Linked DNA regions of Danio rerio: all the other regions are linked to region 2. A link is a contact called in public HiCAR-type and Micro-C data. All regions are on one chromosome and are shown on one strand. Each heading gives the region's core, a stretch centred on a gene start, on an enhancer-like site or on the middle of the called end of the contact. The rest is flanking DNA. Distances are from core to core; before and after follow the strand shown.

The links. Hi-C and Micro-C count contacts between places; a contact is called where the count stands out from the background. HiCAR-type assays count read pairs that join an accessible place to other places.
Region 1: a contact with region 2 is called in a HiCAR-type map of caudal fin, with 4 times the contacts expected there. The contact joins the enhancer-like site here to the promoter of tle3a in region 2. A contact is called at or near these places in 4 of 18 Hi-C or Micro-C datasets (caudal fin, embryo, hematopoietic stem cells and 1 more) and 2 of 4 datasets of contacts at active chromatin or transcription factors (caudal fin and gastrula embryo).
Region 3: a contact with region 2 is called in a Micro-C map of caudal fin, with 4 times the contacts expected there. The contact joins the enhancer-like site here to the promoter of tle3a in region 2. A contact is called at or near these places in 3 of 18 Hi-C or Micro-C datasets (caudal fin, hematopoietic stem cells and skeletal muscle) and 2 of 4 datasets of contacts at active chromatin or transcription factors (caudal fin and embryo).

Annotation. Positions count from the first base shown.
Region 1 is chr18:21,484,533-21,487,341 of GRCz12tu, reverse strand. No RefSeq gene overlaps it. Among named protein-coding and RNA genes, the nearest start is that of uacaa, 50 kb to the right of the region's middle. Within about 2 kb of position 1,426, at least 21 of the 62 cell types and tissues checked have an H3K27ac peak or open chromatin away from gene starts, as enhancers often do. A contact at or near this core is called in caudal fin, where this site is marked.
Region 2 is chr18:21,613,819-21,617,083 of GRCz12tu, reverse strand. tle3a (TLE family member 3, transcriptional corepressor a) reads right to left here and starts at 1,829. Exons shown (of 20, transcript NM_131012.2): 1 at 1,673-1,829; 2 at 918-1,018. The coding sequence starts at 1,696.
Region 3 is chr18:21,793,416-21,796,591 of GRCz12tu, reverse strand. No RefSeq gene overlaps it. Among named protein-coding and RNA genes, the nearest start is that of kif23, 52 kb to the left of the region's middle. Within about 2 kb of position 1,416, at least 4 of the 62 cell types and tissues checked have an H3K27ac peak or open chromatin away from gene starts, as enhancers often do.

The DNA.
Region 1 (2,809 bases), core at 177-2,676, 130 kb after region 2:
AGAAAAACGAAAAAAAGAAGCACTTTTCCGACGGTCCCTTGCTGAGAGCTCCTCTCAGCGCGAGCTATCCCGGCTAAACACATATTGCGAGGGCTTAAACGGAGCAGTGCTCGTAGTATGGTGCCTATGCCATGGGCCGGCCCTGCGTTGGCTGAGTGTTGTAAATACTCGCGCTATCCTCCCTCGCGACAGAGCGCATAGGAGATAAATGACGTCAGTACATAATAACCGGTTATGATTATTACTGAACCGATACCGAATTGTCCGCTTCTGCATAGAGGTGCACCAAAGAAAAAATTAATTTTGACACCCCTAAATGCCACTAATATCTGCATACTCCACAGGTTTTAATTCCATTTCTGTTTCATTCAGTTATGACTTTAGTCAGATTAATGTAATCAAAAAATCTGTTTTAAGCCTATGTAGGCCTACAGTTCAAAATTCATGCTTAACTAAATAAACAGTTAGTAAACACAAGTACATCTTATTGAACTATTTTTTTTTATCACCAATTATCATAGTAGAACCGTTACTCAAGCAGTTTGTGATACATTTGGAAACAGGAGATGAGCCCCTGGTCTAATGCGCCACCTGGCTTGAGAAACCCTTTCTCAAAGACTTATTATTTGGGTAGCACACATATTCTGAATGTCTTTGGCTTCCAAGATTAATCTACATTTAAAAAAAATATCTATGCCCACCAATATATATATATTTATTATTTATATATATATATATATTAACTATATATATTATTTATATATAGTTTAGGCATAGCATTTAAATGGTTTCAACGCTAAAAGAAATTCACTAAAAGCATGATTTAAGGCATTTGGCAGGCATTTTATTTCCCAAAACGGCCAAAAAAAAAATCATCCCTCGCTCTTGACAGTTCCTTACAAGATCTCTGAGGATTTGACAGATGATTGCCTCATTATGTGGTTTATGTAATGAGAGAGATGTGGGGGAGAGGAGTCAGATACAAAAACCCTGCTGTAAAACTATTACTGCAGAACGAGCTCGAACCTGACAGGATGAAAACAAAGTCATCTCACATAATCGAGACTGGAACATATCTTCAACATTTCTGTCAGCAGAGTATATAACTCGCTGATGCTATAAATACGCCCCAGATGCCCTGTGGTTGTGGCGTTCCAGTGTTTCACACAGTAATGTGGAGGTTTGGGGGTGAAGAGCGCTTTAATTCTCTTCTCCCATTTCAGCGGTGCTGTAACAGATAGGCAATGTCAGCGCCCTGTGAGACGTGTGAATGTGGGATGTCTTCTCCTCCAGGCATGTGTAATTTGTGCTGGCCTGGGACAGAAGCGGAGAGAATGAGAACAGGGCCTTGATCCATCGGTGGTTAACCAAAGCTTAATGAGGGGGAAAAACAGTGACGCAACCCTCAACTCAGATGTCACAAAGCTCTAAAGAAGCACTTGAATGGCCACAGCAGGACTAATTTTAACACGGCTGGCATGATCACAGACAGACACACTGACACCGTGACTGAAGAATCTCAGCAAGAGATTTGATACCACTGTGAAACGCTATGCCTGATATAGACAGCAGAAAGAGGAAATGGTTTTCTCTGATGACCCTGGAGAATATCGATAACAGCTGTATTGAAACAATTTGTAGATTAAAATGCTTTAGTTCTTTATAGACATTGAATGCAGTCTTATTTTTAAATAAAGTAACTTGTGTAAAAAAGGTAACATTTTTGCATTTTAATATTAAAAATAAAATGTTTTTCTTTTCTATTCTATGGTGCATATTTAGCCCCTAGCCTGAGTATATTAATTTATTAATTAATATGTCCTATTATTTTTTACTGTATAGCTAAGACTGTATTTGTATGTGCATATGCATTAAAATAACCGACGATCAATATATATATATATATATATATATATATATATATATATATATATATATATATATATATATATATATATATATATATATATATATCGAATTGGATGTGAAATATTTAAATTATACTTGAATATTAATAAAAACTATTTTAATAAATGAATTTTAAGTGTTATATTGTGGTGAGATAAAATAAAAATGAATATCATGTAACAGATGTGGGGCAGGGAAAGAGCCAGTCAAACATCCAGAAAAAAAGAGAAAATAAGCCAACTCCAAATTTGAGCTAAAGTTGTACCCTTTTTAAGGACTCTTACATATGACATTTATTTTGTAAATGGATATATGGATTTGTTTTTAATACCCCTTTGTATTTATTTCTTTTTTTCATATGTCATATGTATTGTATTTTATTACTATATTTGTAACTACTGATCTCTTGTTATTATTTTATACTTTGTGTGAATTGTTTTAAAACACTAATTTAAAGAAAATTGTGCTAAATGTTTTTACATTTGATTAGACATGTTGATATTCAATAATTCAAAATATCATGATAATGAATGTGTACAATATCAATATCAAGAGCACTTAAAATATTGTGAATAATTATTTATCATTTAAACTTTCAAAGTGCTTTTTAAGAATATGGAGATTGTTGTTGTATTGACAGTGGTTGTTCATCACAGCACCAAATACTGGAGGACTTGATAAGGCGATTTATTTTGAACTATAAATATTTGTTGTTATCTGTCCTACACCATTGAAAATACTGTGACAATACACACACATTTTTTTCGTAGTAACCAGGGTTGGGCAAAAATACATTGAAATGTATTTTAAAATAAAATACTAAATACCACAAATGTTAGGTGTATCAAAAAAAAACTACAAAAAACAGCAGTCACAAATGTATCAAAATAAAATACAGTAT
Region 2 (3,265 bases), core at 580-3,079:
CATGAAATAAATTATTGTAGCTCAAACTATTTAAATGCAGCTCAAGTCTATTACATGACATTAACAAGTACAATTTTGGGCTGTAATAATGTAATAAATGTTAAAAATTATATTAATTGAGGTTAATAATTGCTTAGAAGACCTATTTCTTGTAGTTAATTTGACCAAAAATAACATTTTTGCAAAGCTAAAAATAATAATAATATCAATTATAATTATTGGCACAAAATATTTGCTTGTATATGTTGAAGCAAATGTGTACATGATAATAATCAATATACCAAATGCCTTCTTAAATTAAATAAAACCTTCTTATTTATTGTAATCAAGAACTATACCTTTAGCTAAAGTAATGTCTGAAAACTATTAAATCTATAAAAATTCACATTATGGACTAATATGGTACCAATATACATCACACACCCCTACCTCATTTATTCAACACTACATCAATAAAGCACTTTTTTTTACATGAAATAATTACATTTTCACAAAATCTTAATGAGAACAAACAATAAATGAAAAGATATGTCAATTTCAAATCACCAAATGTTCTGTGATATTTAAAAATATTAAAGTGAATTCAGACATGATGTCCTCTGAAATATACTATAGAAAAAACATTGCTAGATGAAAAGAATAAGATCTTTATCTAAGAAAACACTGTTTATACATTTGAAAACAGACAAATAAACTCTAATTATGCCTAAAATTGTGTTTACAACATTAGCTTTGCACCAATAAGGTGCCGATACGCTGTATGATGTTGCAGCTTTACCATATATATATTTTTTTACTTACAGAAAACATTTTGTGTGAATCAAATAGATTGTTCCTCCCTTTTGCTTGTGAAACACAATTAGGGTAAGCAGTAATTGTACAAGCTACTTTACGGCCACATAACTCTAAATTATTACCTGTGATATTGGGCTTGCAGGAACTGAAATTCGTCTTTGATCCTGTCACAGGACTCCGCCACTGTGAATTTGAAGCCTGGCTGACCAGGCTGGTGGGGCGCCTGAAAGACAGCCATCACATCAATCAAACTCAATTACATCCTCAGAGAACCAAATTTGTTTTCCACCGACTGCAGAGCGAGGCTCTAATGCATTCTGGGCCCTGGGAGAGCAGCTCTAATATTTCAGCCTGAATGAGGGCTGGGGTGACATCCACGCTACAGTGACATCTGGGAGATAGCTGGAGCACCAGTAGCGTCCTGACAAAAGAGGCGGGGGGGGGAGAGGATCTTTACAGTTCTGGGTCCGCCGTTTTAGTGCCTCACATAAACACCGGCGGGAGAAATGGGGTCGCCTCGCTTGGATGGGTCTGAGCGTGCCAAACTGCAACTGTAAAAATGCTGTTGTTTTCAGTCTCTCTAAACCAGGTGCTCATGGAAAGACATGAAAACACAGACTATCGAACAAAAGACAATTTCAACGTCAACTACTTTATTGACAAGTAACCGTCAGGGGTTTTTACCCCATCTGATTGTGCCTGGAACCTCCAGCTCTTTCACTTCAAAGCAATATCACAGGCACCAGGGCTTAGCAAATCAAATGAAGGTGCACATCAGGATGTCGTTCGTCATGGACGGGCGGCTCTGCCCCTGCTCTCTAGCTAAACTGATGCAGATGTAGCAATTATGTTCCATATCAGTTCAAGATGCACTTACCGGATGCCGGCCCTGTGGATACATCTTGAAATGTATCCTTTATTTATTGGAGCTCTATTTGGTAGGGGGTGTCCACCGGCAAGCCACTGTACTGTAAAAAATCAGCCGGACACGAAGCCCACTGGACGCTGGGGGCAAAAATCCTCTCTGATCTCTGCTGCTGGAACCCAAACAATGAAAAATAAACAAACAGACGAAGGGGAGACCGTTACAATCAAACAGAGGTTAAAAAGACGCTTGGAAATGTTAACTTTGCGTTGAAAGGAGCGTTAATAACGCACTTTCACCTGCACTTTCAAAACAATTGACTGTGTGAGGGGAGAAAACAACTCGAAGCCAAACATTTGTTACTAATACACAAGGAAATTAAGCGGAAATCAGGCGTTTTTCTTTGTTTGGCAACTGTCTTTTAGCACTTCACCTTACTTGAATGAACCAAATAAGAAGCTCGTAAATGAGTCGCCAAAGTGATAAGTGATGAGCTCAGTCACTGTTTGAGTGTGAGAAGCGTTTCAAGTCTCGCTTGGTTGGATAACAAGCTATTGTCGTTAGCTAACCTGCTAGTCCTCCGTACCTGTCTTTGTGCGTCCGAGTCACTTCCACTGTTCCCGTAACTTCAGAAATGTCAATCTCCGCTTCAATATCTCAGAGTAAAATACGGTTCCTGGCGGACGCGAACGGTGGCGAACATCTCTGGTGCGCTCGCTCTCTATCACGCGAAGCGACTCGGTGAGACTCAGCTTCTCCGAGGCAAAGGAATAAAGAAACGCCAAACTCCACGCTTCGAAAAAATGTTCGTGTAATCCTCAAAAAACTCAGGCAAAAAATGTACTTCCGATTTTGGAGCGGTTTGGGACGTTTAAAAGTGAAATGTTTTACTTCTTCGCCGCTCGCGCATTTCCCCTTCGTCCAGCAATGCAACCCTGTGCCACACACAGACAGTCTACTGACACGAGGGCTGAGCCACTGCGAGAGCACCTCCCGCCAGCCAATCACATGAGAAAACGGAGAGTTTTGCTCTACGGACCAATAGTGGAGCCTTGTCCCCACGTGGGGACTGCATCCTGATGCATGACATCATACTCGCCATTTTAGATCAGAACAGGTAGCTCGTAATGCTGCCGTTGAACATTTCTAGGTATTTTTGAGCAAAGTGGACCGATGTCACAGTGAATGCCTTTGTTTAGAGATCTGATGCAGTCTCAGTGTAGACACGGACGTCGTTCTGGGAAGAAAAACAATGTACTGTTTATTGGAATCACGATTGTGTGTTATTTAAGTCGGTTATGTTAAATGTTTACATAAAGTAGGTTAGCATTATAGCTTTATGCTTTAAGGAGGACAACAATGTCCCGAGTTATTATACATCAAATTAAAGTTGAACGTTTTTCGTGTTATTTATATTGTTTTGTGTACATCTGCCGCCCTTTAAAAATAAAGTTAGCATAAATAGGAAGTCATCATTTCCCCTCGTCAGTCGCACATCTATTTAGATAATAACACTGGCTCAATCGGTGTTCACAAAAACATTATTTTTCAGATTTCTCAAGCTAGTGCCCGTTCATAACATAATTTTGCACATCTACACGAATA
Region 3 (3,176 bases), core at 167-2,666, 180 kb before region 2:
ACTCATACAATATGGACAATTTAGCCTACCCAATTCACCTGTACCACATGTCTTTGGACTGTGGGGGAAACTGGAGCACCCGGAGGAAACCCACGCGAAGGCAGGGAGAACATGCAAACTCCACACAGAAACACCAACTGAACCGAGGTTCAAACCAGCAACCCAGCGACCTTTTTGCTGTGAGTCGACAGCACTACCTACTGCGCCACTGCCTCCCCCGATTTTTGTTTGTTTTAGTGGTAATCAAGATCTTTCCTAATGTGTCCAGAGGAGCTTTTTAGAGTATATTTAAAGTAGGTTTCTTTTTTGTTGTTTACATTTTAGATATGGGTGGCACCAAGGCTCAGTGGTTAGCCCTGATGTTGGCATTTCTGTGTGGAGTTTGCATTCTCTCCCCGTGTTAGAGTGGGTTTCCTCTGGGTGCTATGGTTTCCCCCACAGTCCAAAGACATGGGCTTTAAGTGAATTGAATAAAATAAATTGGCCTGTGAGTGCGTGTGTGGGTGTTTCCCAGTACTGGGTCACAGCAGGAAGGGCATTTGCTGCGTAAACCATATGCTGGAATAGTTGGCGGTTCCTTCCGCTGTGGCAACCCCTGATAAATAAGGGACAAAGGCTAAGGAAAATGAATGAATGACATTAGATATCCAAAAAAGACTTTTAATATATCGGAACCTATGGATCGAAACGTTTTATAAAAGTTGTCCTAAAACTATTAAACAACATCCTAAATACAATATATAAACACATTATTTTTGTATATTAAAAATCATTTTTAAATATAATAAGTAAAACATATTTTAGTTAGGCAATGTGGTGGCTCAGTGGGCAGCTCTCACAGCAAGAAGGTCACTGGCTCGAGCCTCGGTGCTGGATAAGTTGACATTTCTGTGTGGAGTTTGCATGTTCTCCCCGTGTTGGTGTGGGTTTCCCTAGGGTGCTCCGGTTTTCCCCAAAAGTCAAAAGACATGCAGCACAGGTGAATTGGGTAGGCTAAATTTTCAGTAGTGTATTTGTGTGAATGAGCTGGTGTCTCCCTGAGATGGGTTGCAGCTGAAATTGCATCCGCTGCAAAAACAAGCTGGATAAGTTGGCGGTTAATTCCGCTGTGGCGACCCCTGATTAATAAAGGGACTAAGCTGAAAAGAAAATGAATGAATGAATGAATGTTTTATTTCCTGATTGTCAGATTTCTCCCACCAAAAGACGCTGAGGTCTTCTTCTGTTGCCTGATCCAGCAACACTACAGACGGCTGCTCTGCTCTCGCTTGGGCTCTCATTTGCATTATATATGCTTCATTTAGCGTACATGGCTGAGTGGAAATATAACCTGAAGCCATTCAAACAAGGCATGAAGTGGACCGGAGCAGTGTTTGTCCATGAGATGGCAGCACCGCGTCTCCTGCAGCTCATTTCAGCACTTTCAGGGGGAGGAGATGGACCACTTGTGTAAGAATGAATGGGAGGCTGAATTCAGAACAGCATATTACCATATGGCAGAAATAGTAAGTGTAGTATGCTATTAGAGAGCTAGTATGAGAGCTATGCTGAATTCAGCAGGGAAAATTATAATGCTAGATGTGGCAACAGAAGTGATAGACTTTATTTTAGCATTACAACCTGAAATTATTGTAGTTAGCATGCTTAGGGGTTACAAAACAAAACGAATAAGAAAAAGAGAATACTGATAGAAAAATATGACTTAAAATATGATATTGGGGGATTTCTCTCTCTCTTTTCGTTTGTATTTGGTCTTGAAGATGGAAAAAAAAGAAAAAGGAAAAGAGCTGTTAAATTTTATATTAGGACAAGCAGAAATTGTGCTATACATTAGGAGGTACAAGATTTTGTGGGACTAGTTATAAAGTTGAACTGATTTTTAAAGGGCTTATAAAAGCAATAATAAGGCGTGGATAAAATTTTTATTTGTCAATGAAAGATTTTGAAGGCATGTGGAGTGTAAAAAAATGTTGTCTTGGGTTGAAAATAACGTCATGTTTTTTGATGAAAACATTGTGTGATTTGGAAAATTGTTTTAGTTTAAATCAACAAAAAACAGTTTAACATTTTGTATTAAATAAAGGTGTATTAAACTTCAATTTAATTTCTCTCTCTCTTTTTGTTTGATTTTTAAAAATTATTTCATACCAAAATATCAATATTACAAAGGTTCATTTTACTCAAGCCACTTTGTAAATATTAGTCCTCCATCTTTAACAGAGCACAACCTATCTTTATAAATCCACATATTTTCAAACTCTTCAATATTCTTGACATTCTTATAATTTTTATTTTTTGATTCTCACTTTGATTTAACTCTTAAAAATTTGCTCCACATCTCAACAAAATTCTTCCTCTATTATTTCTTTTAATGTTATGTATGTTTGGCTTTTCCAACAACAAAATTAATAATTAACTTTTTTTTTCTCTCTTTTTTTTTGCAAATTTGAAATTAAAAATGAAATAAACTTAATATCCGCAAACAAAACTAAACATCAGAAATAAATCTTTAAGCCTTTCACAATGTAAAAAACAATGAAAAAATACCTCTTTTTTTTATATTTAGCACTTTGACACATAATTCATACAACTTTTTTTCCGTTTACAGAGGGAGAGAGAGAGCACATTGAAATAAATCAGAAAAAAATGGCTAAAAACTGAAATAAACAACATGTAAACAGACAGAGAGCACATAGAATTCTAAAATGTATACTGAAATGTTAAACTAAAAATGTAAAACAAATACAAGCCAAGTTTGTATTATTAATTATTTGCCAAGAGGTTATATAAAATATAAATTTTTATATAAAAAACATAAACTTAAAATAACGTATAATTTAATTTAACTATGTTAGTTAGTTAGTTAGTTAGTTAGTTAGTTAGTTAGTTAGTTAGCTAGTTATTTAAATTTAATTGTCTTGTAGAAAAATGTCATTTGCAGCATACACTCACAGAGACATCTGACAATTCACATTTAGCATTTATAAAAATAAATCAAAATAAATATAAAAAAATAAATACCTAAATAAATAGCAAAATAAAAACCTAATATACTATGGAACCACTAATCTAAATAAATATCCAGTATACTGGCCATCAACTACTACGAAGAGAGGAGAAATAATAATAAAAAAAAAACATAATTGCTTGAGGTATAAACGATACTTTTGCCCTAT